2 separate regions of the Mus musculus genome follow, and region 2 is linked to region 1. A link is a contact called in public Hi-C data. All regions are on one chromosome and are shown on one strand. The core of a region is the stretch at or near the end of the contact, and the rest is flanking DNA. Distances in the headings are between cores, read along the strand shown. Region 1 holds the start of Tctn3 (tectonic family member 3). Region 2 overlaps Entpd1 (ectonucleoside triphosphate diphosphohydrolase 1).

What was found. Hi-C and Micro-C count contacts between places; a contact is called where the count stands out from the background.
Region 2: a Hi-C map of bone marrow-derived macrophages shows a contact between it and region 1, with 88 read pairs. The contact joins the enhancer-like site here to the promoter of Tctn3 in region 1. A contact is called at or near these places in 5 of 39 promoter capture datasets (cranial neural crest, macrophages, neural stem cells and 2 more), 1 of 15 datasets of contacts at CTCF or cohesin (CD8 T cells), 15 of 484 Hi-C or Micro-C datasets (CD4 T cells, CD8 T cells, ECoMG-derived neutrophils and 9 more), 18 of 115 datasets of contacts at active chromatin or transcription factors (CD8 T cells, bone marrow-derived macrophages, cardiomyocytes and 11 more) and 5 of 9 other capture datasets (adipose tissue, bone marrow-derived macrophages, liver and 2 more).

Annotation. Positions count from the first base shown.
Region 1 is chr19:40,610,689-40,614,482 of GRCm38.p6, forward strand. Tctn3 (tectonic family member 3) reads right to left here and starts at 1,543. Exons shown (of 14, transcript NM_026260.3): 1 at 1,237-1,543; 2 at 963-1,086; 3 at 606-724. The coding sequence starts at 1,456. It also overlaps a transcript of Entpd1 not described here.
Region 2 is chr19:40,682,908-40,686,568 of GRCm38.p6, forward strand. All of the region lies in intron 1 of Entpd1 (ectonucleoside triphosphate diphosphohydrolase 1), which reads left to right. Among named protein-coding and RNA genes, the nearest start is that of Entpd1, 25 kb to the left of the region's middle. Within about 2 kb of position 1,749, at least 81 of the 459 cell types and tissues checked have an H3K27ac peak or open chromatin away from gene starts, as enhancers often do. A contact at or near this core is called in CD8 T cells, ECoMG-derived neutrophils, adipose tissue and 7 more, where this site is marked.

The DNA of each region.
Region 1 (3,794 bases), core at 293-2,792:
CTCTAGCCCCACAGTTTGTCCTTTTAAGGCACTGACAGCTTATCTGGAGGAAATCATAATATTCACATAAACTGACAATCATACAAGGAACTCTACAAATTCTTAAGGAATGACTTAGGACAACGAGTGTCTTAGAACTAACTTCTGAGGATGGGCTCACTTGGGCAGATGACAGAAGATTCTTAGAAGAGCTAAGATGTTCGCAATGAATGGAGAAAAGAGGGCCACTTGAGTCAAGGGGGAAAGCAGATAAAAGTTAGGAAAAATTTAAGGCACAGCTTGAGGACAAAGGACATGAATTCGTCCAAAACAAAAGGGCAGAATAAAATCATGAGAGAAAAGTTTTCGGACAAAGAAAGAGAAAGAAGGACACAAAGAAAGAAATCAATGCAGATTGCCAGGCTAAAGGTGCTGAGCAGTAGTTTAAAGGTGGTAGAGTCTCATGAAATTACTAATGTTCTTATTAACTAAAAGTAAGAGGGTAGTGGTAAGAGGGGTGAGCGACAGGGAATCTAAAAGAAATAAGAGAGCTGGGAATCCCAAAGACAAAGTCACATCTCAATAAACATTCAATGATAAGAGCTGTCAAACTCGTTTCTACTCACAGTTGTTCACACGGACACAAAACTGTGTCGTTCCACTGGAGTCCGTGAAAACTCTGGAAGGGAACGGGGAGTTGCTCCTGAACATAAGAGAGTTGTCCACACATACCCAACTTGAAGATCTGTGAGGAAAGGTGAAGATACTTAAGAGAGAGACATGGAGTACATCTAGGGAAGGGGGCCTTACCCCACCAATGTCTGATGCCAATAAGAGGGGTCTCTGGGCAGAGGTGCAACACTCAGGTTTTGTTTTACTGGATGGCTCAGCATTCCCAGGAAAGCCCAAGGGGACATCCGACCGGGAGACAGCGGGTAGGAAACTCACTCTTACTCCTCCACCGGAGGAGCACCGCAGCTCACCTTACACTACCAGGAAGACAGAAGGAAAAGACTGTTCTGGGATGGAGAAGATCGCAGTCCTTGTCACAGCAGCAGTTTAAATCGCAGGTACCCGGAGTCAAGTCACAGACACAGATCGGTAAAGCTGTAAGTACAAGAAGAAAAGCGAGATGAAGCTCCCCCAAAGTTTTCCCGCGCGGACAGCCCCAGTGCCAGCTACGTGGCAGGGCAATTTTGTCTACACAATTTTAGATCTGAGAAGTCAGTATTTCCATCCCGTATCCCGCCGCATCACCTGGAAAGGGGTCGGTGGTCGCGTTCACGGGCATCGATAGAGTCCAGGGAGTCGGACTCTCAGACGAATCCGGAGGAGCTGAGGTTGGCACTTCGGGCGTCACTGGCTCCAGGCCCCAGGAGGTGGGGAAAGCCCGGGCTGTGGAGGAGGGCTGCGGTCGGGCGGTCTCAGAAAGCATCAGGACCACCAGCAGCAGCAGGTGCAGCTGCAGGGTGCACATAAGGCAGCCTGGCCGCAGAGCGGTGCGACAGGAGCCTGGGTCTCCAGATACGTCCCAGGAGCCCTGGGAAGAAGAGTCGCGTACTTCGTCATCAGCTTCCGTCTGCGCATTGGCTCAGGCGGGAGCCGGGTGCTCTTCAGCCAATGGAAGGCCGTGTTGTTACGACCCTGAGCGTCCTTCATGCTGCTCTCCTCCTTAGCGGCGCGTGGTTCCCGTTACCTGGCAACCGCTGGGAGCCTCGGGGGCGAAGGCGTCTTTGCCTGATCCCGCCGCTAGATGGCAGCTGGCAGAGGGTTGGCGCGCTTTACGGACCTGGAAGAATTGGATGAAGTCATCACTGAGAGGAAGACCAAGAGGCACAAACTGAGATCTTACCAAGGTAAGAGGCCCTTTCTCTGGAAACACCATGAACTCAAGGAGAAAAACATAGAAAGTCACATCCCTTACGTGTGCCGGGAAACTGAGTACCTGATCACAAAGTTTAGGCCAAACTGGCTACTGAGTGAGACTCTGATCCCTAAAACAAAGACAAATGAACAAAGTCCCAATGATGGCATGAGAGATGGCTCAGCTTCTAAGAATATTTGTTTTTGTTTTTGTTTTTTTCAAAGAACTGGGGTTCGCTTCCCAGAACCCACAAGGTGTCTCACAACCATCCGCTGCTCCAGTTCCAGGAGATCCATTGCCTGTGCCATCTTCTGGCCTCAGTGGGCGCCATCTGACACCCGCAGGTGCAAAGACTCAAGCAGGCAAAACACTCCTCTGCATAAAATCTAAAATAAAATTTAAAAATGTCTCCACTTTAATTACTATGGTATTTTTTAAAAAGCATAATAAAACAATGCTTATTTCAACTCCACGAGTTTCTTTATTCCCCGCTCCCTGTCGCCTAGTCACAGTTTCATGTAGCCCAGGCTGACCCTCAAACTCAAGATGTGGTCAAAGATGGCTGAATTTCTGAACCTCCTGGGTCTGGAATTTTAGTCATATAGGCCACCTTCATGCACTCCTGCCAAACACTCTATCAAGTTAAATTTTATTTTATTTTTTAAAAAGTGTTAGTTAGTGCATTATATCAATAAATGTGATCTGTATATTTGTTGCTGGAAAGGGTAGTAAGGGAAGAGGTTCAGGACAAGAAAACAGGATGGAGAAGAGTATGAGGACTTAGAGAAAGTTACAATTTAGAAACATTTTCTGAGGAGAAAGTAAAGATACAGAGATGGAAATAGCCAAGGAACCAAGAAGCAAGCTAGCTGATTGCTCTTTTACGGTTTTATCATTAAGTTCTGAAACACTCTCTAGTATGTGCTTGCTCTTCTCAGGAGTGGCGTGGCCCTTCTGCATGCCTAATAGCACAAACATTCTGTATTTGCACTAATCTGAGACACAGGCAGGCATGGCTATGGCACACATGATAGGCATGCAATGCCTGAGCTGTTAAATATTTAATTTTAAAATTGTGACTCAAGGTTAAATAACCTCAGGTAACTAATAGCCATTGCAATGTGCAGTTGGATTGTGTATGATCAAAATCCAGCCAGCTATCTCCCTGTGCTCACAATTCCAACATTTGGGTTATTTTAATTATTTGGGGGAATAAAATAACATCTACCAGGAGTTACCTAATCCACTCCAGTCCACTCCTTAAAACTGATTTTGGATGTCTCTCTTTCCAATGAATCTCCTGGGCTGATGGCTCTCTTTTCCAATGAATTTTTTGGGCAGATAAGATTTGGGGCACTTGAAATTGCCCGTATTTTCCAAGAGGATCTTAATTTTTTTTTTTTTAAGATTCGTTTATTTTATATATGTGAGTACACTGTCTCTCTCTCCTCAGACACACCAGAAGAGGGCATCAGATCCCATTACAGATCTGGAAATTGAACTCAGGACCCCTGGAAGAACAGTCAGTGCTCTTAACCGCTGAGCCATCTCTCCAGCCCACGATCTTAATTTTTATAATGCCTTTTAATTTTTAGCTTAAATATATCTCTATGCTCTAAATACTCTCAAACATTTGTATGTGATTGGGTGGTTAATTATGTGTGTCTCATGTGTGGGGGTGCCTGTGAGGGACAGAAGAGGGGGTGAGATTGCCCTAGAGCAAATTATATTACTCAAATTATATGTATTTACTAGAATATAGTTTGTGTAAGGTAAGCAGTTTTCTTTCTTTCTTTTTTATTAGATATTTTCTTTATTTACATTTCAAATGTTTTCCCCTTTCCTAGTTTCCCCTACCCCCTCCTGGTAAGCAGTTTTATCTGTCTTTATTTGATATATACCCTTGTTTAAGTCATGCTAGCTTTGTTCATGTGTGAACATTCAAAAATAT
Region 2 (3,661 bases), core at 499-2,998, 72 kb after region 1:
TCCAGCTACAGGCTCATCTGGGAATTACTGTCTTGGTTTGTGTCCAAGTTATTGGGGCAGAGGAATTGTTCTCACGGATTCTGGAAACTGAATTCAGACTCTAGGGGGACTTAGTGAACAGAAACCAGTGGGAGAAGTCACCCTACCGATTTCATACGCATTTAAGGTTAAGCTCTGGGTCCGAGGGTGGGATTGAAAGATGGGCAGGGACCTGGGTAACCAGACAGAATGTTGGTTGTATATCCCATTGTATGCTGGGCAATGGACTGAGATAAGGAAGTTTTCTTGGATCCTTCCAAAAGAGAGATAAATCCCAAGACATTTAGCACAGGCACGTGAGCAACTGGTTTCAGATGCCTTCTGCCTAATGGAAGAAAATCTATCATAGATTCCAGGAATTAGATGGGACTTATCCTTAGAGGACAAACTTACTCTGTCTTCTGTAGGACAGGGAAGAGCTGGCTAAGACAAGATGAAAGACAGATGGCTGATGGGAATTCTGTGAGTTGGAGCTGCTTGCCTTCTTGAGGTCTTGGTCCCTCCTGTTTTTTAGTCACTCACTTTAGAATATGCTGGTCTGACCTGATGATAGCCTGATAATCTGAAGAGCTGTGGAGGATGAATGCTAATTGGTGGCCTTCTCTAACCTGCTAATCCCAAAGCAAGAGGTCCATATGGAGCGTTTCCATCACACGAGGGCATCCCTCATCACACAAGAGCATCCTTCATCACACAGGGCATCCCTCATCACACAAGAGCATTTCTCATTGCACAAGAGCATTCCCTCATCACACAGGGCATCCCTCATCACACAAGGCATCCCTCATCACACAAGAGCATCCTTCATCACACAGGGCATCCCTCATCACACAAGAGCATTTCTCATTGCACAAGAGCATTCCCTCACTACACAGGGCATCCCTCATTGCTAGGTGGTGTCTCTTGCCTAGAATCCCAGTACTTAAGATGCTGAGACAGGAGGCTGGTGAGGACAAGACCAGCCAGGAGAGGGAAGAGTAGGATGGTACCAAGTCTACAACCTGAGGTCACTCCCTGGGATCCATGTGGTAGAAGGAGAAAATGGACTTTGCAAAAGTTATCATGCAGTCTCCATACTGGTGCCAACATGCAACACATAAAACACTAACTAACTAACTAACTAACTAGATCAGTATAATTTTTTAAAAAACCAACAAAAACTCTAGACTGGGCTACATGATGAGGTCCTGCTATGAGCAAGTGAACCTTGTGATTCAGGGTCTGTTTCTTCATTTTGCATGACTTACTGAGTGCAGAACTGAACCCTCCTCAGTTCCTGGTCTGTCTCCTTTTAGTTTCTGCTTTATTATGTAGACTGTCTCCTTTTTGTTTCACTTTCAAAGTCAGATATTGACAAACTGTGCAGGTCTTGCAGGGTGTGGCAAGATCCAGAGACCATGTCATAGAAGGAAGAACTTGTCAAAAGAGGTAGTAAGACATGGATGTGGCTGCTGTTAACAAGGAAGCGCTAAGTAAAAATTACCACTTTGTTTCTGGTCATTCAGAAAGTTTTAACTATTTAAAGAGCTGCTCATATGACCTTAGGGGTAGGGGTGGGGTGGGATGGGGTGGGGCAGGGGTGGGGTGGGGCGGGGGTCGGGGTGGGGGTGGGAAAGGGAAATCAATCTAATGCTGGAGAGCCACTGAGGGAAGTTCTTTGTTGGTGACAGGAGGGTAGGTGATGGTGAGCAAGGAAGATGTGAAGAGAGGCAGCCACGCCCATGTCTCCTCAGTGACTCCACCGGTCTGTTCATCTCCTCTTTGTTCTCCTTCCACTTTGTTGTTTCTCCATTTCCCAACAGCCTTTCCATTCTTTTAGCAAGTTCTGAATGGATTAGCTAGAATTCTAAGGCTGCTTTTCAACCCCTGGTCTCCCGGACCGCAAATGTTCTTCCGAGGTGGTAGTTATTTTGGAGGTGAAGTCTCTGGGCAGACGCCTAGGATAAGCACTCGGAGGTGGAAGTAGATGTTTGGTTGACTTGATACTCAGTCCCATATGGGCTGGCCATGCTCCTCTGCTTCAGCCTTAGGATTCGCATGCCTACAGGGTGTGTGTGTGTGTGTGTGTGTGTGTGTGTGTGTGTGTGTGTGTGTGTGTATGAACACTGTGTCTTACACACATACATTTTCTGAGGCTGTCAAGATGATCAAAATGTGATGTTTTATGAATATTTCTGCTCTCATCACATTTCCATTCCCTGGACCTGCTTTTACCTTGAAAATGCCCTGATTCACAATGATCAGTAGAATAATGGTCACCATTTACTGTGTGGGAAGCATAAACAGAGACTTTGTCTATGATTTCCCAAGGTGATTCATGCTGAATTCACATGAGACTCCAGCATTGTCTCTGGCCAGCACATCAAAGAAAACGGGCAAAATTGTCCCTGGAGTTGAGAGCAAACACGCAGTCTTTGCTATTTCCTTTCTGTAGGCTGACTCCTCCCTCAGGTCTGGCATGAGTGACACGTATGTTGCAGCTTGCTGCAATCCATTTTTTCCCCCAGGCTTTCTTTTGCATGTCCCATATTAGCTATAGAGCAATCCAACAGTCCAGTTTTTAGATTATATCTTCTATTTTAGGACTTGACATTAGTCCCAGAAAATTCAACTAAGTGTTGTTGAACTTCTTAGTTCATAGGTATTCAGAAAAAAACAATACCCATTTATATTTTTCCTGGCATTTTGGTGGTAGGGAAAAAAATGTTTGAATTTATTTTAAGGACAAATCACATGGCAAAAAGAATAACAAACACTTGTGGTTGCATTGGGAACCCGCTTTCGAGATAGTCCTGATTGTGGTAGGGAGGAACAGATGTGGAGATCTTTACAAAAAGATAGCTTTCTAGTGAACTGTTTTCTTGTCTGATTCTGATTACCATATCCTGCCTTCCTGAGGGAGGAATGGAGTTGGATACTTTAGATAACGAAACACATGTTTATTTTTCAAAAAGGAAAAAAAGTGGTAATTTGATTGTTTAGTGTCATAGACGAAAGGAAAATGGAGACAGGAGATCCGGTGTCTTATAGTCCTGGATGCTTCTTGAAACATCCTGCCGCCTAGTGATACGCCTGCTGCTCACAAACACAGCAGGCTTGGGGCACACTTTATGGAGATACTAAAAGCCACCCAAGGATTGGTTGTCAGGATGCTTATCACCAGCTATCCCCAGCAGCTCTTCGTCCTTGCCAACCTCAGAGGCCTAGAGACCCCTATGAGCCCTGTGGTTTTGAGTAGAGAATGGTGCTACCAGCAGGGTTTGAGGACCTGGAAAAGAACACTCTGACTTTGTTCCCCAGTCTTTGAGGGACCCAGGAAGTGGCAGTTCTGGAGAGCAATAGCAGTGTGACCTTTCAAATTCCACAGGGCTCGGGTCTTGCTTTTCCTTCAGCACACATTTAATGTAGAGCTGGACCACTTAGACACTGTTGGAAGGCACCCACAGGCCCCAGCATTCTTTGCCCCACTGAGTTGGAAGACAATGAAGAAAGAGAGGAGTGAGTTACCTGCTGGCAGAGGAAGTTGGACTGGGAGCTGGCTGGGTAGGGGGCAGCCTCCAGCAGGCCCAGATGATAATAGAGGTGTGTGAGTGTGAGGGAAGCCATGGGGATGATGGGGATG